Linked DNA regions of Mus musculus: all the other regions are linked to region 1. The links are chromatin contacts, called in public capture Hi-C, promoter capture Hi-C and targeted proximity ligation maps. All regions are on one chromosome and are shown on one strand. The core of a region is the stretch at or near the end of the contact, and the rest is flanking DNA. Distances in the headings are between cores, read along the strand shown.

Region 1 (4,257 bases), core at 1,386-3,885:
ACAGAAGTCTAAGGGGAGGAAGACCCTAGATCCATCACGGCTCTCCAGGAGCCCTCTCTAGGCCTGACTCTCAACGGCAGAGTGTGAGTGTGTGCCAAGCTGGCAGCAAGGTTCCACTCCTGCTGCTGGGTTGGCCATGGAGGGAGATGAGCGGCAGAGGCCCAGGGAAGGTGACAGAGATACTTGCACCACACGAAGATCAATGTCTTTGCCCCTTGCTCCTACCGTGAAAGGGGTTATTGTTGGTCTGGATTCGCTGGCTAATGGCTTGCTCCAGGTCTCGCTTCTTCACACACTGGATCCCCAGGTTCTGGAAGCTGAGGCCTCAGGTATTAGTTTTGTGTCTCCAGCAGAGCCCCTTCTTGCCTCCCAACTCCACAGCTCTCAGGTATGTCTAGGCTTCCCACTCCTTACCCACTGGCAAGTCTCTGAGGGAGCTGGCCCTCGCAGGCCTCCAAGCCAGTGCCCCACCTCAGCCACAGGGGCTTCCTTTCCCAGACCTAAGCACACGAAATGGAACGTACTCCCCTTCCAAGGGCATCGTACTGCTTGCTTGCTTGCTTGCTTTTTTTTGTACTTCTTTCTCGTGCACGGAATGTTCTTTTGGGTCTGTCTGCTTTTTCTCACCATTTAAGAGTTAGCACAGAGGCCTTCTGTAACCCTCCAACCCAAAGTCGTGAGACCTGTGCAGCAGGACACGGTGCTACATGCCTATTCCCCTGGAGTTGAGAAGAGGAGGCAGGGGAACCCTAACGAGTTCAAGGCCAGCTTGAGCTTCCTGAGACCAGACTCCTCCTCCTAATTTATAACTGTGTTTTCTTTCCATCATGGAAGTTATAATTCTCTACCAGTATCTCGTCTATCTGTCTGTACAATTATCGCCTGGTTTTACCAACTGGTATTTAAGCTCTAGGAGGGTCCATTTGGATATCTTTCTGATCCAAGAGGCTAAGAGGCTGGCCTGTCCAGCCATAGGGTTTGTGGCTCTAAGAAGATAAGGAGTTCCCAACTGTTAGAGAATTCAAGACAAAGGAGGTCTGTTTGCAAACTGGAGACAGAGTTAAGAACTCTGGATTCTGCCTGTGTTTAGAAAAGAGCAACACTGTAAGAGCTGCCTGGCCGGCCTGCTCCTACCCTGCCCTCACACCACCCCCAGCCCATAGGGAACTCACCTATGGATACTGCGGTCTGGGCAGAGGTCAGCCTCATAGTAGCCATCCCGGCAGTCCTTCCCCACAAGTTCATGTGGATGAGGCCGGTGAGGTGGATCCTTGGTGACCAGGGAGATTCGAACTGTTCCTGGTCCTGTGTAGCCATTGATCTGTCCAAAGTACAGAGTACTCTAGTGGCCAGCAATCCCTAATCTGGCTCTTAGACACAGGGCACGGTGACCAGGAGGCAAGTCTGCTGGGGCTGCACAGTGCGTTCCACCACATCTGTGTCCCAGCGACACCCCTGGGGGCTCTTGCTTACCTTGATGGTGGGGTGTGTCTTGGTGGTATCTGTGCTTCTCTCGCCAGGAATACTGCCCGCTGAGCGCCCCTCGCATTTATAGCGGAATCGCATGCCCCGTTGCTTCGGCTGTTCGATGATCTCCACATAAGGCCCAGAAGCCTGGGCTGGCTCTGTGGGTGACACAGTCAGCCATCAGGTGCTATCCCCACGGCCCCGACTCCAGGACAGCCCCTGACTACTGAGGATGGATGGTCCAACTTACCTGAGGGAAAGATGAGGGGAAACAGATCTGAAAGGGAAAGACAAGGCACATTGTCAATAAACTCCAGTGCCCACCCTCACCTGCGAAGGCCTGACAGAGCCAAGCTCCCTCCCTTCCAAGAAAACTGAGCCAAGACCCTGAAACCTGCCCTGACAGAGGCCGGGGAACTAGAGAAAGGGGACACAGAGGCATTCCTTTGCCAGGGGAAACTGAGTCAGTGCCTGTTTTACGTTCATAAGTGACACTGAGGAGGGGGTAATACCCTCCTCTCCTCTTCTGGGGAAACTGAGTCAGATACTTTCTTCCTTACACGGAAAGGAAGCCAGAACTAATCGCATCGACACGGGGGTGGGGGGAGCCGGAGGAAACGGAGTCAAGATTCACCCGTACCCCCACCCAGGAGGGACACTGAGTCAAGGCGCCCTCCACTGAGAGGGGTAACTGAGTCAGACCCCCTCGCAGCCCGCCCCGCCCCGTGCCACCATCCGGCCTGCCGCTCCCTGCGCAGCAACCCGCGGCGCAGAAAGGGGCGGAAGACGGCGCGGGGAGGGGGGAGATTCCGCCGCAGGCCCCGGAGCTCTAGGGCAGCCATCCCCCGAGCCAGAGGGCAGCCTCACCGTCCATGGTCAGGGTCCCGGGGGCGGGGCCGGGGTCGCAGCTGAGCCCACGGCGCGCTAAAGTAAAGCCATTCGCCAGAGGCGGAAATGCGCGGCGCGCGCCCGTCGTCGCGTCACTGCCCGGAATCCGGCCGCGCCTGCGCGCTGAGCCGCCGCCACCGCCACCGCCGCGCGTGGGGGGCCGAGAGCAGGTGCGCGACTCACGCTGGGCGCGGAAGGTGTGCGGCGGGCGCGCGGGCGGGGACACCGCAGCGCGGCGGGAGGACGCCGAGGCTGTTTGTCCCGAGGCCGGCCCGACTACAAGCTCCGCAGCGCGGCTCGCTCGGGGTCCCGGTCCCGTTCCCGGCCCCGCCTGGAGGGCGGGCCCGCGATTACTCACTCTGTTTTTAGGGGATTTCGGGTCCCGTTCCCCGCCCCGCTCTGATCTCAGGAGTTTGGTGATGTCACCCTGGCCGGGACTGGAGCCGAGCCAGGGCTGGTGGCAGGCTGCGGCCATTCGCCCTGCGCAGGGAGAGGCCCAGGCCTGCTGCTCCCGCGGAGGCCAGTGACTGAATTCCACACGTTTTCCTAAGCGTGCAGGGGCCTTCTGGGGACCCGCGTGCTACGGGCCACATGCTCCCCAACCTAGATCCGGCTGCGCGCAGGAGTGCTTCGCGGAGCGAGCGTGCTGCATCCGACAGGCCTTAGGGTAGAGGGGCAGACCGAGGACTAGGCAGACACCTGTACCTCTAAGAGTCCCTGAGAGCCATGAGTGCTGGAAGAGCCCCAGGGCTTCGTCTGCACACATAGGTGCTGTCTGCTAAGGTTTAGATCTTTAGGGATCTCCGGAACCAGCTAGGGTCACACCGTGAACATCTCCTTCAAGGCCTCCCAGGAGTCCAGGCTCCAATGAGGAAAGCGTTTGTAGGGAGCAAAAATTGCCATCTAAGCCAAGGGCAGGTGTGCAGATTGAGTGTGGGGACTCTGGCCGGAGGACGCAACACATCAGGCTGCCTCCACTATGCCAGAAGGAGGAGGCGCCTCCCGGGCCACAGGAGGTTTCAGCACTCAGAGAAAGACTTATTTTCTCTAAATTAGGAAATCATGTGGGAATTGGAAAAGATTGGAAATTCTGAATTGCTTTCCCAGGCTCTGAAAAAAACAGGAAGACAAAAGTGAAAATAGTTACGCCCCTCCCACTCATTTCAGTTTCTCACTTGGCGCAGATTAGAAAAAGCAGTTTAATATTTTGCGAGGGCGGATGTCAAGGCGACAGAATGAATATAATCTCCAATTAATGGCACACAGCCATCATTGGTCCTCACATGAACCACTTGTAAAAACACATATAGTTACAATTTAAGTTAATATGAATACCAGCGTCCTTACTAAAAAGTAAAGGCTAGAAATGAGAACTCAGTAGTTTTTGCATAACGTTGCAGGAAGCTGGGATTTGATCTCTGACTCCAGGATGCTCCAGTAATCCCAGCGCTCATGGGGTCAGACGTTCAACGTCATCCTCCTCTACATAGTTTGAACCCATCCAGAACTACAGAAGATGCTCTTTAAAAAAGGATGGTTGCAGGCTGGAGAGATGGCCCATCAGTTAAGAGTCGATAATGCCCTTGCAGAAGACCAGAGTCCAGTTATCAGCAACTGTAACTGCAGCTTCCGGAGACCTCACACTGTTCTGGGCTCTTGAGAGCAACTGCATTCACATGTGCACATATATACAAAAATAAAAATAATAAAATAAAATAAAAGATAAATGTGAGTTGTGTTTGGTAGTGCAGGCCTTTAGCCCCAGCACTCTGGAGGCAGACTCAGCAGGTCTCCTAGTTCGAGGCCAGTACAGTCTATACATAGTGAGTTGCTAGACAACCAGGACTGTATAGACACTTTCTCAACACAAATGAAAAAAATGGAGCTTTGTTTACAAAGAGA
Region 2 (3,963 bases), core at 58-2,557, 420 kb before region 1:
TAGGACAGGGCACTATCTTTACGGAAAAGGCACTGCTGACATTCGGGCAGACCAGACACATCTTTATTAATGACATGGATACCCAGTTCAGCCAGGGAGTTCCTCAATGAGAGTCCTTGGAGTGGGTGGCACTGGGCCTCCCCAAAGCCGTTCTAACTCTCCAGTAAGCGTTGCCATCTCCTCAGCTGTCACAGCATGGGCTCGGTGGGCTCTGGCACAGTCTAGCGCCAGGGGTGTGAGGGCAGCCTCGTTTTCGTTGGTCCAAGCCAGCAGGAACTGGCACTTCTTCCGAGCCCGGTAAAGTCGATCTCGCTCTCCACCAATCACAGCCTGCTTCCGGGCTCGTCCCAGGGTCTGAGCTAGGTGCCCCAGTGCTGTCAGAGTGTAGCCTTTCTGATTGACTGGACCCTCGCCCAGCAGGATTCGGGCAACTTCTTGCATAGCACCCCGCGTACCCAGGGGCCCAGGTGGGTGCTCGCCCGCTTCCAGTACGTGGGCTGCGGCCTGCAGGGCTTCCTCTGTAGAGCCAAAGACTTGCTGGGCTCCCAGGGCCCCAGAAACATCGAGCAGGGTGGCACAGAAGTCAGAGAGTAGCGCGTCGTCGTCCCCTCCATGATACAGGGCGAGAGTATGAGCGTAGGCGAACAGCACGTTGGGCAGCTGGAAGCGCACCAGCGGCGATGCCGGGCTGCGGCTCAGACTGGCCAGTGCTGGGATGCGAGCAGGCAATGCTAGCGGTCTGGCGGCACAGGAGTCTTCAGCAAATGGCTCTGCGGCAGCGGCATCATCCCCAGATTGCAGCGCGGTCCTCGCAGGGGCGGGCTCCGGCTCCGCAAGATCTCTGTTCGCGGCATGATCCAGCTCCTCCAGCAAACGTGGGCCGGTGCCGCGGCCCCACCACCAGGGCCGCCACGGAGGCAGAAGGCGTCCGGCTTCGCCACGGCTCAGCAGCCGCTCGAACGCCGCCTTCTCAGCCGGCGTTAAACGTTCCCAAAGTCCAGAAAGGCCGCCCGGCCGCGCCCCGGGCCCGAGGCCTGCTTCCTCGGGCTCATCCTCGGCCTCGCGTTGTTCGCGCAGCCGGCGTAACGCGCCCGCCAGACGGCTGGGCGAAGCGCTTCGGCCACGGAGCTCTCGCAGCACTTGGTCGCGGTAAAAGTCTTCGGCGCAGGCGCCGTGCGCCCGGTAGCAGCGCAGCGAGCAGTAGGGAGCATTGCAGCGCGGGCAGGTGTAGCGCGCAGGCAGCGCTTCCCCGGCCGGGCAGAAGCCGCAGAGCCCAGCGGGCTCCATGGAAACTGGTGCCGCCTGTCCCGTATCAGCTCCGCCACTTCCGGCGCTTCTTTGGTTATTTCCGCCTTTATGTGTGGGGGTGGTTGGCGGGCGTGGCCTCCTTTCCGCACATTTCCGAAACTTCTCGGTAACTTTCGTGTCTCCAGTACTTCTTTGAGCAAGCGCAGAAGTCGTCCAAACTCTTCCAAAGGAACAGGTTTGCTCGCCGAATTTGGGAAAATCATGTCGCTAATCCCAGTTTGTTCTTTATGGTTGTACCAAATTGTACAAAAATAAACTACCTTTTAAATAACAAAACTAACCACCACCACCACCAAACAACACACCAGGGTCTTAGCAGGGCGTAGTGGCATACGCTTTTAATCCCAGCGTTGGCAAAGGTAGTCTGATTTCTGTGAGTTCCTGTAGTCAGTGCTTTCCAGGATACAGCTACATAGTCATGCTCTATCTTGAAAAAAGAAAAGGCCAACAAAATAATAACAACAGGCCGGACAGTGGTGGCGCACGCCTTTAATCCCAGCACTTGGGAGGCTGAGGCAGGCGGATTTTTGAGTTACGAGGCCAGCCTGGTCTACAGAGTGAGTTCCAGGACAGCCAGGGCTACACAGAGAAACCCTGTCTCGAAAAAATATTATTGATAATAATAACAGACAAAAATAAATGAATAAACCCGACATGTTTAACAAATCTGGAGCTCAAAATACGTAACACGTAAGCATATCAAATTGAGGCCAGCCTGGGCCTATGTGAGACCCTGAATCAAACAAACAAACAAACAAAAAACAACAAAACGATAACGAGGGGCTGGAAAGATGGCTTAGCAGTTAAGAGCACTGACTACTTCCAGAGGTCCTGAGTTCAAATCCCAGTAACCACATGGTGGCTCACAACCATCCATAATGAGATCTGATGCCCTCTTCTGAGGTGTCTGAAGTCAGCTACAGTGTACTTACATATAATAAATAAATCTCTTTTAAAAACCAACAATGTGGGCTGGTGAGATGGCTCAGTGGGTAAGAGCACCCGATTGCTCTTCCAAAGGTCCCGAGTTCAAATCCCAGAAACCACATGGTGGCTCACAACCATCTGTAATGAGATCTGACTCCTTCTGGAGTGTCTGAGGACAGCTACAGTGTACTTACATATAATAAATAAATAAATCTTAAAAAACAAACAAAAAAAAAAAAACAATGTTTTCCCTCAAGTTGTGTTGAAATTTAGTTTGTATTGTTAAGCATTATGAGGTCTATAGAGGGGTAGATGGGTGATCTGCCTTAGTGGATCATCTATAGGGCATGCCTGTAACAAAAACACTAGTGCCGTCATAATGGAAAGTGAACCAACACAAACCCAAAAGCTGTCTGGCAGAGCCCATAGAATCTGTACCTTTCCAATACCACTTGTCACATTTCTGTATTTCGGCTCAGCTATCCTTTCAGTAAACACATCCTCTGTGATCTTCTAAGGATTCCTTGTTTTTTTGTTTTGTTTTTCAAGACAGGGCTTCTCTGTGTAGCCCTGGCTGTCCTGGAACTCACTTTGTAGACCAGGCTGGCCTCCAACTCATAAATCCACCTGCCTCAGCCTCCCAAGTGCTGGGATTAAAGGCGTGCCCCACCACTGCCCCCCCCCTTTTTTTCCTACTTGAGACCAAGGCACTTTGCTAGCCTCTAGTCACAGCCTTACAAATGAAGAAAACATAAGAAGTCTGGACACAGTGGCTTTATTAGCATGGCAGGGTGGCAATAGGACTTAGGAATTGGCATTGGGGCCCTTCTTCTTCCCAAAGGTGGGCACAACATTGACAAAGCGCCGGTTGTACTGCATTCGCCTCTTGGCCCGGCCTGTCTTCTTCTTCTTCTTTTCCTGTTTGGCCACCTGAGGAAAGGAAGGACTGATCAGACCCTGGGTGACCTCTCCCATGCCTGCCCACCAGCTTCTCTCCATAAGAGAACACAGACGGGAAATCCAAAGGCCTTCACTTGGCTGTGATAGAAAGAAACAAAGTCCAAACACCAATCACTCACCTTGGGAGTCTGACCTCTCACTTTTCCAGCCCGAGCCAGGGAACCGTGAACTTTACCTGTGTTAGGGGTGGGGAAAGGGATCAGGTTAAGTAGCAAGGTCACGCCCAGAGCAACTCTTCCTCCCTCAACTCTTGAGCTTTTTAATGACAAGTTGGGCCCAACAAAGAATGAAAGTTGCACAGGCTTAGAGACAGGGTCACAACATAGCTGTCCACGTCTTGTCTTCCACTTCAAGTCACAACCAGTTTGTGCAGTGCTGAGAGCTGACAGATACTAAGGCAAGGACTCTAAAAACCAATCCATACTCTTAGCTAACATTCTACACACAGAGCAAAGACAGGAGGAGCACACTGAGAACCTAATAACAAGACTTTAATTATTATTACTTTCCTTTTGCTTTTTTCCTAGACAGAGCTCCTCTGTGTAGCCCTGGTTGGCCTGGAATTCACAGTGATCCGATTGCGTCACTGCCTCCCTACCACCAGGTTTTAGTGGGGATACTGAAAACCAGACTTAACTATCACTACGATCTAAAGTCCCTAGAAGGCACAAGTATACTATCAGAGAAAGGACCTATCACATGGTTTACCTACAGACATTCCATTAGCTCTGAAAAAAAGCACTCACCTCCCAGCATGCGGCCTGCTAC
Region 3 (4,432 bases), core at 1,503-4,002, 270 kb after region 1:
TCCAGTCAAAGAAACAGACTCAGGATTGCCTCCAGGCAGCCCTTCATCGGGTTCAGTGAGGAAGCAACCCTACTAGCACACTGACACCTAGCATGCTCACATTTCCTAACAGCTGATGTACCGACAGCTTCCTAATGCTGTGACCCTTTAACAGCTCTTCACGTGGTGACCCCAACCATAAAATTATTCCATTGCTCCTTTATAACTGTAATTTTGCTACTTTTATGAATAATAATTTAAGTATCTGACACGTGACCTTCAAAGGGGTCTCGACCCACAGGTGAGGACTGCTGCACCAAGCAATCTTACTCTCTGTATAACTCTGTCTTAGATGAACTCTTGTTTGTTTTTGAGAAAAGGTTTCCTGTACCCTAGGTTGGCTTTGAACCTATTATGAGTAGACCATGCTGGTCTCAAACTCCTGATCTAGAACTGCGGGCATGTCCAATCACATCCAATTAAGAACCTTCTTACGATACTAAAAAATGCATCTAAAGTCACTTGCTTATTAAGTAGCCAAGCCAGCATTTTAACATGTGACCTTCCTGCCACACTCATAACCACCCATTCTATTATATGTGCCGCAGTTCTCTAAACAAGAAAAGCAGGCTCCCTTTTCTCCTTGAGGCACCAAGGTGTGAACTTGCATTTCTTGTCTTCCCTGGGCTGGGGGCTTGCTCCTTACCTGTTCATATTGTTCTGTTTCTCAGCTACCTCAGAGAAGGCCTCAGGCCTGTGACAAGAGAAGAGCCAGGTTAGAGAGCAGAGAGAACCCTCTCAGTGAAACAGCTGTTTCCAAATGTTCCTCCTGGGACGGCGTAACTTTCTCCTTCCCCTCCCCCTCCCTAGCTAGGATAATCTCTCCCCAGAAGCCAGAGGGTGGCTGAGGAAGACCATCCTACCAGTGACCCTCCTTCTGTAGAGAGCGGACATGGTTCTTGCAGAGCACAAAAGAGATCTCAGCCTTCACTTTTTCTCCTTCTTCAATAGGGTCAACAATGAGGAAATCCCCTGTAGATGATAAAGGATAAAGCCACTCCTGTTATGGAGAAGGAAGTCAAGGCCATGGTTCCGTACTGTGAAGGGATGCTTCTAACCTCTCTTGATCCAGATGTTCTTGCGGTATTTGGAGGGCATGCTCACCAGGAAGCGCTGCCCCTGTGCTGTTTCCACCTCATGCAGATTGTTCCCAGGAGTCCTGAGGACCTGGTCCAGGAAAAAGCGAGAACTAGCCACTTCATCAGTTAAATCAAGCATGCTCCGACCTGCACTGAGCCTTCCCTTTCCACACCCAGCGGTGCAATGGGAGCATTGGGAGGAGGACGGGAAGCCCGAGACAGGCGGCACTCACTTTCACTATTTGCTGGTGGTCAGAAGGCACCATGTGCTCCCCCAGCACCTCCTGCACCACATGCTTCCTCTTGCTGGCCTGAGACATGCTGGTTTCTGTCCAGGGTTGTTAGGGTGCACAGACTGTCAGTTCTTCTTCCAGAATTATTTGGATGCCAGCCTTAGAAGCCAGGACTGCTTTCAAGAGAAGCAGCCTTATACGAAAAAGTGCCACCTCGCCCTGTTAAAAACATGCACTTTAGGGGACAGCAGGACTTGCTGCTCTGGCAGAGAACCAGGTATGGTTTCCAGCCACAGGGGATTCAACGCCCTCTTTTGAGACACACATGCAGGTAAAAACACTAATACACATAAAACATGAATGAAATCATTGAAAGACAAATCACAGACTTAGCCAGGTGCTGGTGTATATCTTTATTCTTAGCACTTGGGAGGGAGAGGTAGGCAGAAATTTGTTGAGTCCTGGGCCAACCTAGTCTACATAGGGAGACCGTAAACCAAAAACAAACAAGCAGGACCTTCAAGGGCCAGGGAGATGTCCTATGAGCCAGCACCCACATCAGATGGTTCACAACCACCTTTAACTCCAATTCAAGGGCATCCACCGCCCTCTTCTGGCTTCCGAGGGCACTCACAACACCACCCATGGGGGACATCTTTAAAAAAAAAACAAACCAAACCAGGAAACACAGGTTTTATAGTGTCAGCTGAGACGTCAGGGTGGCTCAAGCCTTCGATCTCAACACTAATCCCAACCCACGGAGCACGGGGCCGGCCCTCTCAATAACAAAGAAAAACTAAGTAAATCGGCGAGATCACGGAAACTACCCAGCACAGGGCAAGCCCTGAGTCCTACGTCTCAGTCCTGTTAGGACGGCGACGCCTCCCCCTCCCAGGCCGATCGGTCATCCCGCCAAGCTCTCTGAGCGAAATCTAAGGTGAGCTGCGTTCCGCCACAGGCTTCAACACCCAAGGCAGGAGAGCCACACAACGACGGCCTCCCGACACATCCCAGGCACGGAGCGACCGACGCGGCGCCCAGCACGAGAGCTGCCCACGGAACTCACCCGCTCGGCGCCACACCAGCACGCTCCGCTTTCCAGGTTGACGGCGACAGTAGCTCGTCCACGACGCGCCTCGACAGCGAGGGACCAAAGAGCAAACAACTGTGACCTGCAGGTGGCCCCGACGGTAACGCCGGTCTGGACGCTCGGCCCCAATCCTCCGTTGTTCCTCCCTCCCGTCTGCCGGTCTGAGGTGACAGACCTGAGGAAACCGCGCCGGGAATTGCGATTCCGGGGCGCTCAGAGGTCCTCCGGATTTCCCGCCCCCTCTTCGTCCGTCCCTTTAACTCTTCCCTCCATCAAGTGAGGCAAGCCTAAGTTCCGAGTGCGGGGCAGGAAAACGCATTCTCCTCGGAGGTCTCGATCCCACAGACCGGAAGGGCCGCTGGAGAAACAAAAGCCATCGAAAGCCGGATGGCTTCTTGAGAGGAACCGGAAAACAGCGACCCCCGTGGGCGCCGCGGCTGGCGATTGCGCGTCAACTCTATGGCTCCGGGTAGCTAGACCTGCCCAGTTTGGGGATTAGTTTTGAAGGTCGCGCATAAAACGACCCGGAAGCGGAAGTCGAGGAACCGTCTCGTAGCTTGAGGTCTGGGCGGGAGCGGCCGAGTGGCGCGAGGAGCCGTTACCAGAGCCGGAGCCTCCGGTGAGCGTGAGAAGCGGAGTGGTGCTCCGGCTGGCGTGCGGTGGCGGCGCGCAGAGGCGGGAGGGAGGGGAATCCATCGCGGAGGCGCGCCTTTGCAGCGGGGCAGCCCGAGTCTGCGGGAGGGGCGATGCGCGGTGTGTCCGGGTGGCGGCGCGTGGAGGGGGCGGGGCGCTCGGAGCGGGGCGGGGCCTCAGGGCGGGGCCTGCGGGACCTGAGAGGCGTGGAAGAGGCCGGCAGCCCGAGTGAGGGCGGCGAGGCTGGCGAGAGCCGCGTGCTGTTCCTACCACGTGTTAGTTCCCAACGGGGTCAGTGTCTGTGTAGCCAGGGTCGCGGGCTGTGAGGGCTTCAGGGCGGACCTTGACTACTGAGTCTGGGAGTCGCTCTGTTGCCTTAGGTGCGCCACCAGCTAGTGCAAGCTGATATATCCAATATACCCAAAACCAGGACCCACGGAAAGTGGAAATTTCCGAATAGCCGGGGATGGGTTGGGGGGACTCAAGGGAGCAGCCACAGTAGCTGTGGTAGGATATTGCCCTTGGGACTTGTGGTCTTCAGCCCTAACCTACTTTTCTTTTTTTTTTTTTTTTTTTTTTGGCGGGGGGGATTCCCAGGTTAAGCCTGATCACGATGACAACCTCCCAAAAGCACCGAGACTTCGTGGCAGAGCCCATGGGGGAAAAGCCAGTGGGGAGCCTGGCCGGGATTGGTGACGTCCTGAGCAAGAGGCTGGAGGAAAGGGGCTTTGACAAGGTGTGGGGGGGCTGCAAATGCCAGGGAGGGGTAGGAGCGAAGGTTGGCAACAGGTGGTACCACGCAGATTGGGAGTGAGGCCCACACATGTTTGGGGGGTACCTGGGGAGGCATGGTGCCTCCTTCATTTTTGTGTTTTGTTGAGACAGGGCTTCTCAGTGCTAGGATTAAAGGTGTGGCTCACTGTCCCCTGCCCTTTTGTGTGTTTTAAATATCACGAAAATGAAACTAGGCATAGTGGATTGTGCTTATGACCCTAACACTTGGGAAGTTGAGCTAAGAGGATTCCCGTGGGATTTAATGCCAGCCCTGACAACAAAGGAACAAACCCTGTCTTTCTTTTTTTTTTTTTTTCGAGACAGGGTTTCTCTGTGTAGCCCTGGCTGTCCTGGAACTCACTCTGTAGACCAGGCTGGCCTCGAACTCAGAAATCCGCCTGTCTCTGCCTCCCAAGTGCTGGGATTAAAGTCGTGCGCCACCACTGCCTGGCAACAAACCCTGTCTTAATCAAAATAAAAATGGCCTTGCCCTCTGAAGTATTTACCACCTAACCCTCCCTAGCTTCAGAGATCTGGCCTCTTCGGAGTGGTATCAGCGTGGACAGTCCTGTTGCTTTAGCCCA
Region 4 (4,025 bases), core at 1,502-4,001, 360 kb after region 1:
TTCAGTATGTAGCCCAGGCTGGTCTCTTACTCACACTCACAAATATCCGCCTGCCTTAGCCTTTGAAGTGCTGAGTACAGCACCAGACCTGACTTCGATCTTTTAGAAAAGCAATCAACGTTACTGTGTGTGCATACTTGATGTGTGTGTGTGTGTGTGTGTGTGTGTGTGCGCGTGCGCGCGCGCATGCGCATGTGGGCGTGTATGGGGGGGCGTGTGTGTGTGTGTGTGTGTGTGTGTGTGTGTGTGTGCTCGCGTGCGTGTGTGTGCGCCTGTGTGTGGAATTGGTTTTCTCTTTTCTCCTTTATGTGGGTTCCAGGGATGGGACTCAGTCAGGTTTGTACAGCAAGGATTTTTATCAGCTGTGCTATTTTGCTGGCCCTCACCTGTTCTTTTGACAGCTTCTCTGTTGGAAAGCTTTCTATGAAGCTTTAGCCTCTTTGTCCACTAATGCTTCCTTATGAGTCTTGGCTTAAAGGATCCCTTAGCTTAGTCTCTGTACCCCTTACAGATTGTGTCCTGTGGGGCCAGTACTGACCCCACTCCACACCCCTCACCCAGCGTTTCTTATGGGCCTCCTTCAGTGGCAGAACCTTCAGCCGTAGTTATCTTGGGATTCTCTTAGAATTCAAGTGTCACTTATGTTTCTTTTGACTCAGGAGACCCTTTTGCCCCTTATTGGGTTTTATTTTCTTGTCCTTTGCAGAAGTGAGACACCTCAGTTATTCACTGTATTGCCAGAGAAGAGAACAGCCACTGTTGGGGGAGCCATGATGGGATCCACCCACATTTATGACATGTCCACGGTAAGCATTGGAGAACATTGTTTTGTAACTGAGATGGAGCCCGCGTTTCTGAGAGTCTGGAGATAATAAGGTTCTGAATTTTTCAGGTTATGAGCCGGAAGGGCCCAGCCCCTGAATTGCAAGGTGTGGAAGTAGCGCTGGCGCCTGAGGAATTGGAGTTGGACCCCATGGCCATGACGCAGAAGTACGAGGAGCACGTTCGGGAGCAGCAGGCACAAGTAGAGAAGGAAGACTTCAGCGACATGGTGGCTGAGCATGCTGCTAAGCAGAAGGTGGGAGCAACCTGTGGGCCTAGGAGGAGGGCTGTCCTTTCTGGTGGAGGGAGAGGCGGGTGGACTCGGTGCCTGAAGGTCTCCGAGATGCTCCATTGGTGGCAGTCTCTTAAGTTCAGGAAGAGGAAGGAAGTCATTTAGCTCTCAGGGGGAGAGGAGAGTGTGGTTTCAGTGCTTTTTACCTTAATTTTATGTCTGGGTCAGGCTGCCTCCTGTCTGGGGTTGTCTAACCTATTGTAACTTCTCTCTCTCTCTCTCCTACAGCAAAAGAAACGGAAAGCTCAGCCCCAGGACAGCCGTGGGGGCAGCAAGAAATACAAGGAGTTCAAATTTTAGGTCCTGCTCGCATAGCTGGCCTGCCTTTAGGCTCTTTGTATGTCTGGGCTTTCTCTGTGGCTCCCTAAAGCTAGATCTGGACTCCCTAGGCTCGTCACTTCCTGTTCTTATTTTAGACTTGTTTTGTAAATAAAGCTGTTTCCCAAGGAAGGATGAATACAGGCGCTCTTGAACCTCTCTCTCTTTTAGCTTCTGCAAAAGCATCTACTTCTTGCCTGTAATCACAGATGGCCCATAGGACTATGGGACTGTAGTTCTGAACTGAACTTGTGGGTAGTTCACTATCCCTACCCCTCCTGTGTGTGAAGGCTCTGCTGAAGGTACCTTTGGGTCTGGTCTGACCTTACTGCTTTGTCCGTGGGGAATAAAAATAGCCAGCTTAGCACCGTGGCTAGGCTGGGAAGTAACTGTAGGCTAGGGAAGTAGGCCAGGTCAGGCCTTCCTCATTGACCTTGTGGCAGAAAGGCCGATTTCTTACCTATTGGAGAACATCTGTCTCTAAATAAAATCTCAATTGTTCCAGAGTACTGGCTAACTACTTGGATTTACTAGTGTGTGTGTGTGTTGGTGGGTGGGTGGGTTTGAAGGGCTTGTTTTGTCTTCGTCACTGAGTTCTGAGAAGTTTTTTGAAAAACTAGACTAGGTTGGAGCACAGGATTCCATAACATTTGCTCAAGTACTGGGGAGAAGGTGTGGGTGTAGGAGAGTGCAAGAGCTCTAGGTAGGGTGGGGGTGTGTGGGGATGGCAGCTGATCAGGCCTTGAGAGAAATAGAATTCTAGAAATTGAGAAAGCACCGAGGCACTCTGGGACTTTTGTAAAGAAGGCTGTGTCGGGGGCGCTGTACCAAGAAAGGCTGTTGGACCTAGACAACCTTAGCTCAACTGGCTCCTGCCCACAGTCAAGCTGGAACTTAAGCTCCTTAGGTGGTGGCCGGCCCCTGGATCTCTACCTACTGCTTCTTTTGCAGAAGTGGGCGAAATAACCACAGAAGGGGTCGCCACAGCGGGCTATCCGATTTCCATGCAACGCGTGACCAGAACTACGTGTACTGCAGATCCCAGGGGCTGAGCGCGCTCTCGTACAGTCTTCTCCGGTCCGGGACCGCGCCCCGGAAAACCCGGGTTTCCGCTGGCGGGGTAGCAGCCGCCCGAGGAGGGCGGAGGGAGGAGGGGCGCGGAGCCTGCACGCCGAGGCCTGCTAGGGACTCCAGGGCCGCGCCGCGAGAGCGCGCGGGCTGTAGCCCCTTCCCGGGGGCCGCGGGGCCGAGCGCGAGTCTGGCCCCGCCCCTCGGCGCCGGTCTGGGTGGGGCCGCGGCTCCCCGCCCCTTTCGGACACGCCCACCCAGTGTCTGGGCCTCGCGGGCCGCAACAGGCGGCGGCGGGCGAGCGCGAGGACCGCGCGCAGCGAAAGCCCGCGCGTGCGTGCAGATTCGCTGGTGGCTCGCGCTCCGCCGGGCGTTCTGAGGAGACGCGCTGAGCCGCTGCCGCCGCGGGGGGAAGCCTGAGAGTCGCTCGCGTGCCCTCAGTCTGCGTAAGCCCCGCGCCCCTTCCTCCCCTGGCCAGGCCATGGCGGAACGCGGAGGGGCGGGCGGTGGTCCCGGAGGCTCCGGGGGCGGCAGCAGTCAGCGGGGCTCTGGGGTCGCCCAGTCCCCGCAGCAGCAGCCGCAGCAGCAGCCGCCGCAGCCTCAACAGCCGACGCCCCCCAAGCTGGCCCAGGCCACCTCGTCCTCCTCGTCCACCTCGGCTGCGGCCGCCTCCTCCTCGTCCTCCTCCACCTCCACCTCCATGGCCGTCGCGGTGGCCTCGGGCTCTGCGCCTCCGGGCGGTCCAGGACCAGGCCGCACCCCCGCCCCAGTGCAGATGAATTTGTATGCTACCTGGGAGGTGGACCGGAGCTCATCCAGCTGCGTGCCCAGGTGAGCAACGGGCGGCTGGGAAAAGGTGTTGGCCTAGGGGACCGCCAGGCTGGCTCTGTGACAGGCCCCGCCTCCCCATCTCTCCGGGGCGAGTGGAGGGTACGTCCTCCACTCCTAGCTCATCTTGGCTTTGGGGGGTGGGGGCTGTCTTCTCCTGGGCCTTCCAAGACTGTTGTGTGGGCCTGCCCTCTCCAGCAGTCCCACCTTCCGCCTTGGCTCGAACCACCCTCCTGTCCTCCTGGAGCAATGGTGGCCTCGGGGACCCAGCCCAGTGGCCTTCCTTGGCTGGGTCTGACCGAATCTGGCCTTCCTTACGGTCAGTAAGTCACTCTTCTTCCTGCCTCACTGGCGCCCGTGGGCTGTACATATGTTAATGTTACACAGATGTGGTAAAGATGGCTTTGATATAGTTCTTTCCCAACGTACTTAGCATGTGCCAAATTCATTTGTCACCTGTTGCAGGTAAAGCTGGTTAACACTTGGGGGTTCAGTACATACATTCATATGTTCTTCATGCTACACACATTCTCTGGGTACTCTGTGCTCTTAGTTTGGACATCAGTTGAATGTGTTCTTAAATGCAAGTTTTCATTTCCTCCTCCACTAGATACTGGTCACAGAGTCTCCAGGTTCCTATGAGCTCTGTAAAATGACTGCCTTGTTCCTAAATTCAACCCATTTTTCTGTCCATTGG
Region 5 (4,227 bases), core at 1,660-4,159, 490 kb before region 1:
ATGCCCGGCTCCAAGGCAACTCTTATTAGGACAACATTTAATTGGGGCAGGCTTACAGGTTCAGAGGTTCAGTTCAGTATCATCAAGGCAGGAGCATGGCAGCATCCAGGCAGGCATGGTGCAGGAGGAGCTGAGAGTTCTATATCCTTCACCTGAAGGCTGCTGGTGGAAGACTGACTTCCAGGCAGCTAGAATAGGGTGTTAAAGCCCACACCCACAGTGGCACACCTACTCCAACAGGGCCACACCTTCTAAGAGTGCCACTCCCTGGGTCAAGCATATACAAACCACTACATTCCACTCCCTGGTCCCCATAAGCTTGTTCAAACACAGGAGTCCATGGAGGCCAAACCTACCCACAGCATAATAAAAAAGTACATTTAGTCCAACTTCCAAATCCCCAGTCTATAGCAGTCTCAGCGATGTTAAAGGTCCAAAGCCTCCTCTTAGATTCACCCAATCGCCTAGCTGTAATCAGCTGGGCAGACTCCACACTCTGCATCTCCATGTCTGATGTCAAAGCGATCTTCAGATCTCCAACTTCTTTTTTATCTTTGTTGGCTACAACAAACTTCCCTTTCCTAGGCTGGTTTTACTCCGTTAGCAGCTTTTCTCAGCAGATAGCCCATGGCTCTGGCATCTCGAACATCTTGGGGTCTCCAAAACAACTTCAGTGTTATAGCTTCTTGTTTCAGTGTCTGGGATCCACACATGATCTTCCGGGCTCCTCCAAAGGGCTGGCGTCACTTCTCCAGCTCTGCCCTCTGTAGCACTCTAAGCTCAGGTTGATCCACTCCACTGCCACTGCCATTCTTGGTGATCATCCCATGGAACTGGCATCTCCAACACGCTGGGGTCTTCTGCTGCAATCAGGCCTCAACCAATAGCCCCTCACAGGCTGTCTTCATGGTGCCAAGCCTCAACTCCTTTGCATGACTCCTTCAGTCCTGGGCCACCAAATACAACTGAGGCTGCACCTTCACCAATGGCCTTCCATGGCCTCTCACAGTGCCAAGCCTCAGCTGCTCTTCATTGACCTCTTCATGTCTTCAAAATCAGTACCACCTGGGTGACTCTTATACATTACCAAGTGCCTTGGCTATCTCTGGAACCCAGCTTCTTTATGCTCTCAGAAAACACTTCCTAGAAGACACCATGACCAAGGCAACCCTTATAAAGGACATCATTTAATTTGATCAGGCTTACAGGTTCAGAGGTTCAGCCCAGTATTATCAAGGAAGTAGCATGGCAGTATCCAGGCAGACATGGTACAGGAGAAGCTGAGAGATCTACATCTTCATCTGAAGGCAGCTGGTGGAAGACTGACTTCTAAGGCAGCTAGAATGAGGAGAGTCTCAAAGCCCACACCCACACACCTACTCCAACAGGGCCAAACCTTCCAATAGTACCACTCCCTGGGCTGAGCATATACAAACTATAACAAATGGTTTATTTTCTTGTTTGTTTGTTTGTTTGTTTTCGCCCTCAAAACAGAGATTCACCTGCCTCTGCCTCCTTAGTGCTGGGACTAAAAGTGTGATGTACCACCGCAGCCAACATCTCAGATTAAAAAAAAAAAAAGATCTATTTATTTATTATATGTAAGTACACTGTTGCTGTCTTCAGACACCCCAGAAAAGGGAGTCAGATCTCATTACAGATGGTTGTGAGCCACCATGTGGGTGCTGGGATTTGAACTCAGGACCTTTGGAAGAGCAGTCAGTGCTCTTAACTGCTGAGCCATCTCACCTCAGATTTTTTAATGGTTCTTTTTTTTAATGATTTATTTATTTATTATATTTACATATTTACATGTATTATATTTACAGCACACTGTAGCTGTCTTCAGACACCCCAGAAGAGGGCGTCATACCTCATTATGAATGGCTGTGAGCCACCATGTGGTTGCTGGGACTTGAACTCAGAACCTTTGGAAGAGCAGTCAGTGCTCACAACCGCTGAGCCATCTCTCCAACCCTTAATGGTTCTTTTATCCACTCTTTCCTATTTGAAGATGGGATTTCTGGTAGTGGTGGGATGTGCTGCAATCTATGTTTAGTGATAATCTTCCACACCAATTTGGCCTTGATCAATTGGTGTTGGGTTTTCGCTATCCCTGTGTTGTGCCAGCATGCCTCTTGATCTGATCTGTTACAGAAGATACTGTGTCAGGTACCACTTTCCATAGATGAAAAACTAGATGCATGCAGTTACAAGAGGGAAATGTAATGCTTACCAAGGATTTCAGCATTTGGGAGATGGAAATTGGAGGGTCAGAAATCCAAGGCCAGCCTCAACTACATAGAGAGTCTGAGGCCAAACTGGGCTACATGAGATCATCTCAACGTCCAACCTCCCCAAATTTGAAGCAGTTAAGGGGAATTCAAATACGTGTAAGTGTTGTGATTTCAGAGCCTCTGTCACTATCCAGTTTTTTCAGCATCAGAAAATGTCAGTGTGTGTCGTTCCCCCCACCCCCCAATCCGCACAGGGAGGCAGGGAACTTGGCTCTGCTAGGCACATTTTGAACACAATAAAAGTTGCATGGGTTAGACCCTATGCCAAGCACCTGAAGTTCCAGATACTCAGGAGGCTTAGGTAGGAGAATATTTTAAGCCCAGAAGTTGGTCAACACAGCAGAGATCTTAGCTTAAAATAATTCATAAATAAGAGGCTGGATGAGTGTAAAGAAGATAAATAAAGAAACGTTTCGGAGGTCTGTAAGGAGGGTTTACGTTAGGGGGAAGTGGGTTCAATCACATGCCAGGATGCCAGCTGGTAAATCCTCTCCCAAACAACCAATCCTTAGTCTCTACCTAGAACTCCGCTTTACCAATGACCTAGAACTTGTCAGACACTCCCTTAGCCACGCCCCCAAGCCAAGAACGGTTGTGTCACTTGCGACTAGGTCCCTGGGCCTGAAGAAGGGCGCAGGCCGGATCCTGGCAGTGGCAGTAGGCTCAACACGCGGGGAGCGGGGGCGACGTGCAGGAGGAGGAGCCGGCGACCGGCTCCGCTGTCATGTCGCGCCAAGCGAAGGATGACTTCCTGCGACACTACACAGTCTCGGACCCTAGGACCCACCCCAAGGGTTACACAGAGTACAAAGTAACCGCTCAGGTGAGGTGGGACCCAGCGGGGGAGCATTACCCTTTTAAGCAGCTCCGGATCCGTGCTGTACCTTAAAGGCAAAGAGCTTCAAGGAGGTCGCGGTTTGGCCTACACAAATAGATTTCCCCTTTAAGAGGCGCCTGAGACAGAAGATTTAAGGCGCCTCACCTCCTGGGGCGGGGCTAAGGGTCATTTTTTAAAGTCTGTGGAGCTTGGCTCTGCGCTTGGCCCGGTACCCCCTCTCTGTTGTTGGTGATGTCTAGATGCGGTCTACGAATTTCTCAAAGCAAGAAAACTCCGGATTAACCTAAATATTCCTTCTCTAATCGCTTAGAGTAACTTTTGGTAATTTTCCCTGCTTGATCCGTAAAAGCCCCACCACCACCTTTTTATTTATCTATCTTTTCTTTTTTTGAGACAGCCCTGGCTTTTGCGAACTCACGATGTAAACTAGACTGGCCCGGAAGTCACCGAGACCCTCCTGCATCTGCCTCCCAAGTGCTATGATTAAAGGCGTGCACCACCAGGACCAACTATAAAAAAAGCTCTTTAAAAGTTTAAATGTATGTGTGTGTGTATATACACATATACACATATAATTTTATTATACTATTTATATATTATATATATATAATTTGTGTGGTTTTAAAAACTCACGCAAAAAAAAAAAAAGACTGGTCTTAACAGATAAGGAAGTCAATAAGCTGAAATTGGTGTTTGTAACAATAAAACTTAGAATGAGCTCGTAGAAACATCAGCATGAAAGAATGCTTTTAGAATTTTACCCAAGGTAACTATGGAGGTCTCCAATGGGAGAAACCGGGTTGCTGCGGAAAGACTGACTATATATTTTCTTGTACTTAAATTTTTTTCAACTTGGCAACTGTTTGATTAGTGGCTTGTCGACTGTTAAAAGGAAGCAAACACATACAAGTCGCTCCCAAAGCAATCTAAGTCAGAGTCTTAGATACGTCAAGAGTGTTCCGGGGGTTTACTTTTTCATGCCAAAAAATACAAATATAATAATTGTCTCTAGGAAGATGCCGGAGGGTAGAAAGGATGACAAGGCATTCAGAACCCTTATGTCTTCCTGTTAGCCTTTTAGATCTAGTCACA
Region 6 (4,091 bases), core at 68-2,567, 290 kb before region 1:
CTGTTAAAGTCGGCTGAGCAGGCATGCGGCTCACATCTACAGACCCAGCTCTTTGGGAGGGCAAGGAAGGCGAGCTGCTTGAACCCAGGAGTTCAATCAATTATAATTTCTGGTAATTCCCTTTTCCCACATAACAAAATGGTCCCAGACGTTAAAACGTGGAGCTCTTGATCTAGTGGTGCATGCGTGTGAGTGTAAGATTATGTGAATGTGTGTGTGTGTGTGTGTGTGTGTGTGTGTATGTATGTGTGTGTGAGTGTGTGTATGTGTGTGACTTGGGATTAAACAGAAGGACTGACATACAGGGAATCTCACCGAGCTCCTCCGAGCTGTCCTCCTGGCCCAGAATATGGTCATCTTTAGGGAAGCATGACCCAGTCCTTCCCATTCTCCCCTCCCTTTTGGCTTGCCTGACATACTCCCCAGCCCCAGCATCCCTCCCTCCTATCCACACACCGCTTTCCACATCTGCTATCTGGAAGGCAAGCATCCCGATTTCCTCCTCCTATCACTGTCCTCTTCTTTGCCTCACTCCTCTTAGCACTCATCCACCCGGAAGGGGATCAGCCTGTGCCTGGAACCTCGAATTTCTTGAATCCTGACTCCTCAGCTTCCCTAACCACGAACAGACACTCAGAGAATTTACTCACAAAACGGCGCAATGAGAAGTTTCCCTCGGTTTGTCTCATCAGCTTTAGGACCTGTCCTTCAATAACTGTTTCTGATCCTGTTCTAAACCATCCACCTCAGAAACCACTTAGCAGGTCAGCAAACTCGTGCAAGTTCAGGCTGTGTCTGTCTCTGTTTTTCTCTGTGCTTTCCGACCCTGAATCTTTCTCGCATCCTTCATCACTCTCCTAGCCTAGGGTAAACTCTTCAAAACTCCCCTAGGTTTGTAAAACGCCTGCAAAGCCCAATTCATTCTTGAAGAGTCAGTGCGGGCGCCTCCCGGGTCCTCGTCCTTCCGTCAAGGAAACCCATCCAAGGATGGTCAGAGATTTCTCAAGAATTCTTTCTTCCGGCCTTTGTTGGCCCAGTGCTTCTAGCCTAAAGTTTTTATTCCAACACGAACAGCTGGCGTCCTCGTGTGTATCCACCCTTGTTACCCTTCGGTGATAGCCCTCAGCCGCCCGGAGGCTAAGCCTCTAGAATCTTGGAATCCAGCTCTTAGCCTTTACAGAAAGAAGAACCTGGGCGGTGCCGCGGTGGGCGGGGATGTGTGGGTGGGGGTTCGAGAGGAGCGGTCCGGGATTGGCTTCTGGCTCTGGGGGCGTGGCTTAGGCCCAAGGTCTGCACTGTAAGTTCCCAGGCCCTCCCTGGTCCTCTATCCTAGCCGCACAGCTCTGCAGCTTTGCCCGCGCTCCTCAAGGTGAGTTGGGACTGGGGTTTTACAGGCCTCCCGCAGCTCCCTGGAGAGTGCTAGCCAGGCGGTGTTCTGTTTTGGCTCAGATCAGGTCCATTATCTGGGGTCTGGATCCCCGCCCCCTACCCATGACCTCCCGCAGCGCTCAAGGCGCTGTGCTGTCAGTCTTGCAGCTCCGGGTTGTACTTCTATGCTGGCCAGAGACCTGGGACTAGGGAACATCCTCTCTTCGGCCCGTGTCCCTGCCTGGGCTGGAGGCCGTATTTTTAGCGGATGGTGAGGTGTCCTCCTATCTTTAGCTTTAGTGTTACTGAAATGGATCTGGGCCGCGCTGGGTAGCGCTTGACTGGGGATCTGGAGGGGTCGGCACAGGAACACAAGCCAGGGCTGAGCAGCCGGACTCCGGGGAGGGCGGGGGCCTGCACGTCCGAAGTCTGGCTGTGAGCCAAGCAGACATTGAGACTTCGCCCAGGCCAAGAAGCTCAGGCAAGGCAAGGCCCCTCCCAGATATCGGAGTCCCAGACAAGGTCCCCGATAATTGCAATTCTACCCTCACGGTGGTCCGATTGTGCAACCCAGAGAAAAAGGGCCTATGGGCGATCCACCTCGGGCACTGGAGCACGCAGTTCCTCGGTGGGCGTCTCCCTGGAGCGGGTATGCTCGGTGGGACCCTAGAACCCCGGGTTATAGCAGGGACGCGCGCGCCACCTAGCGACATTGTACTACAGAGAGATCGCTGCAGAAGCACCAGATTCTGAGCCAGCCCTGCCAGGGCTGGCAGGAGGGGACCTAGAAGGGTTTGGTTTTTGTTCTTGATGCAACCTCTACCTGGAAGAGCCGAAGTGCTTGAGAAAAGCCCTGAAGATATGTGCTGAATGTCCTTTGACGGTTACTGTGGATCCGTCTATTGTGCAGAGGCCTCTTGTTTCAAGTATAGCAGTGGGTCAGCTTATTTTAAAGACAGGGAAGGTGAGTTCAGTCCCAGAGAGAAAAGGTTCATTGCTCAAGGTCACAGAGGCCCAGGTGGAACTAGATTTCAAACCCTTCCCCTTGGGCTGCTGGCAAGACGGCTCAGCGGAAGTCTTTTGCTGAGCAAGCTTGGAGGTGAGCTCCTTTCCCGAAACACTCAGAGATGGACTCCACAAAGTATTCTGACTTCCACACACATTCCGCACACTACGTACACACTCGCGAACGCACTCACACACACACACACTCACATTAAAATACACTCAACAGTAACAATAAATAAAACTTTCTAGTTTTTTCTTTTTTTATTTTTAGAGGCAGTTTTTTTGTTTTTTGTTTTTTTAGTTTTTAGAAGTAAACAGATCTCTAAGTTCAGTTGGCCTGGTCTACGGAGTGAGTTCCAGGACCACCATAAACCTTCTCAGTGAGCCTTTAGAAAAGGGGCAGACCTAGAGCTGGGCCTGGTGGCACACTTTCTTGTTTTTTTTGGGGGGGGGGAGGGAGGGGTTGAGATTTGAATGTTTGACAGGGTCTCACTGTCCTGAACTCACTATGCAAACCAAGATGGACTCAATCTCCCAGAGATCTGCCTGCCTCTGCCTCCCAAAAGCACTTATCACCTGCCTGGCCAGCCCGTACGCTTTTAATCCCAGCACTTGGGAAGGGGAAGAAGGCAGATCTCTGTGAATTTGAGGCCAGCCTGGTCTACACAGTGAGACCCTGTATTTAAAAAAAAAGTGGTGTGCAGCGGGGAGTCCATTAATTTTGAAGTGTCTGTGTAGGGAGGGGAATTTTCATGAACATCCAGAGTGAACAGGGGCTAACTATTCTCCATGACCAGAGGTGATCTGCCTCTAGAAAGTCATTTTCTCTGAGGGAGGCCCAAGATTGCTGACCAGGGCAAGCCATAGAACTGGGATGGCTTTCATCTGTGCCTCCCATTAGCGGAGGAAGCTCCTCCTGGCAGCCTGGTCCTAGTCAGAGCTCTTTATAGAGCTGCACACTTGCAAGCTGGGGAAGTGGGAGCCAAGAGATAAGACTATATAGGGGAAGCCTGAAGACGTGATAGCTTCTCTCATGCTCCCCACCCCTATCACCGTGGGTATGGCCCCTTGCCTCGGAGACACGTGGACCAGCCTCGGTACCAGTGCCTTCTCTTGCTAGTCCGATGACCTTTGTAAAGTTCCTTAATATGTCTGAGGTTCCAGTTCCACTCCATCAGCTAACTGAGACACTAGTGGCACCCGCCACAACGTGCCTTATAAACATGTAAGGAATTCCATGGCAGGCTGGAGCCCCTCGTCCTGTGGTGGCCGGATCTTCTATTTAGAGTTGCTGGTTGTTGTTCCCAGTTTTCTCCTGGGTGGTTGATATGGGCCCCACCCTTCCCGTTAGCCTCTGTGCTCCTCACATCTGGATTTGGGTGGGAACATCTGGCTCAGAATGAGACAGCTGTCAGGGACGCCCAGTTTGCTGTGGAAACATCCAAGCTGTCTTGGTGATCTAGTGTGATGGAGTGAGGGTAGGGAAGGACCTGGCCCAGGCTCTCAGCAAATCTCCCGTCATCACAACTCTCCCCCAGTGGAAAGGAAGTCACCCAGTGCTCCACAGCAGCTGAGAGAGCAGATTAGATATTGTCAGCAGGCCTTGCATTTGGTGTGGTGGTTACACGATTCTAAGACTTTGAGTGTGTCTTCATCAGACAGCTTCCCTAGACTTCGGTAGAACACACCTTTCCCGTTGGCTGCAGGTGCTCTGG

What was found. Capture Hi-C pulls out chosen DNA fragments and counts their contacts.
Region 2: a contact with region 1 is called in a targeted proximity ligation map of thymic regulatory T cells, with 4 times the contacts expected there. A contact is called at or near these places in 5 of 39 promoter capture datasets (the C10 cell line, hippocampal neurons, liver and 1 more), 2 of 484 Hi-C or Micro-C datasets (CD4 T cells and regulatory T cells), 10 of 130 datasets of targeted methods (astrocytes, bone marrow-derived macrophages, effector CD8 T cells and 6 more) and 2 of 9 other capture datasets (adipose tissue and liver).
Region 3: a contact with region 1 is called in a targeted proximity ligation map of pancreatic cancer cells. A contact is called at or near these places in 1 of 484 Hi-C or Micro-C datasets (CD4 T cells), 4 of 130 datasets of targeted methods (the SCID.adh cell line, effector CD8 T cells, extraembryonic endoderm stem cells and 1 more) and 1 of 9 other capture datasets (adipose tissue).
Region 4: a targeted proximity ligation map of pancreatic cancer cells shows a contact between it and region 1. A contact is called at or near these places in 1 of 39 promoter capture datasets (liver), 1 of 484 Hi-C or Micro-C datasets (embryonic stem cells) and 3 of 130 datasets of targeted methods (extraembryonic endoderm stem cells, memory CD8 T cells and pancreatic cancer cells).
Region 5: a contact with region 1 is called in a promoter capture Hi-C map of liver, with 2.2 times the contacts expected there. A contact is called at or near these places in 2 of 39 promoter capture datasets (liver and pre-B cells), 1 of 484 Hi-C or Micro-C datasets (muscle stem cells), 8 of 130 datasets of targeted methods (bone marrow-derived macrophages, embryonic stem cells, large pre-B cells and 3 more) and 4 of 9 other capture datasets (adipose tissue, embryonic stem cells, liver and 1 more).
Region 6: a contact with region 1 is called in a capture Hi-C map of embryonic stem cells, with 2.7 times the contacts expected there. A contact is called at or near these places in 1 of 484 Hi-C or Micro-C datasets (embryonic stem cells), 2 of 130 datasets of targeted methods (astrocytes and pancreatic cancer cells) and 3 of 9 other capture datasets (adipose tissue, embryonic stem cells and pancreatic islet).

The regions. Positions count from the first base shown.
Region 1 is chr19:5,635,919-5,640,175 of GRCm38.p6, reverse strand. It overlaps Rela (v-rel reticuloendotheliosis viral oncogene homolog A (avian)), which reads right to left and starts at 2,635. Exons shown (of 11, transcript NM_009045.5): 1 at 2,335-2,635; 2 at 1,718-1,744; 3 at 1,474-1,625; 4 at 1,173-1,321; 5 at 226-317. The coding sequence starts at 2,341.
Region 2 is chr19:6,058,551-6,062,513 of GRCm38.p6, reverse strand. It overlaps Znhit2 (zinc finger, HIT domain containing 2), which reads right to left and starts at 1,307. Exons shown (of 1, transcript NM_013859.2): 1 at 46-1,307. The coding sequence starts at 1,287. The coding sequence ends at 88. Fau (Finkel-Biskis-Reilly murine sarcoma virus (FBR-MuSV) ubiquitously expressed (fox derived)) reads right to left here. Exons shown (of 5, transcript NM_007990.4): 3 at 3,942-3,963; 4 at 3,315-3,370; 5 at 2,990-3,165. The coding sequence ends at 3,040.
Region 3 is chr19:5,365,196-5,369,627 of GRCm38.p6, reverse strand. Banf1 (BAF nuclear assembly factor 1) reads left to right here and starts at 2,752. Exons shown (of 3, transcript NM_011793.3): 1 at 2,752-3,060; 2 at 3,672-3,810. The coding sequence starts at 3,688. It overlaps Eif1ad (eukaryotic translation initiation factor 1A domain containing), which reads right to left and starts at 2,815. Exons shown (of 6, transcript NM_027236.2): 1 at 2,418-2,815; 2 at 1,352-1,570; 3 at 1,098-1,206; 4 at 903-1,011; 5 at 686-733. The coding sequence starts at 1,438.
Region 4 is chr19:5,271,845-5,275,869 of GRCm38.p6, reverse strand. It overlaps Pacs1 (phosphofurin acidic cluster sorting protein 1), which reads left to right and starts at 2,751. Exons shown (of 24, transcript NM_153129.3): 1 at 2,751-3,331. The coding sequence starts at 2,982. It overlaps Sf3b2 (splicing factor 3b, subunit 2), which reads left to right. Exons shown (of 21, transcript NM_030109.2): 19 at 707-806; 20 at 893-1,078; 21 at 1,343-1,949. The coding sequence ends at 1,414.
Region 5 is chr19:6,126,942-6,131,168 of GRCm38.p6, reverse strand. Snx15 (sorting nexin 15) reads left to right here and starts at 2,909. Exons shown (of 8, transcript NM_026912.2): 1 at 2,909-3,120. The coding sequence starts at 3,022.
Region 6 is chr19:5,922,042-5,926,132 of GRCm38.p6, reverse strand. It overlaps Cdc42ep2 (CDC42 effector protein (Rho GTPase binding) 2), which reads left to right and starts at 1,317. Exons shown (of 2, transcript NM_026772.2): 1 at 1,317-1,369.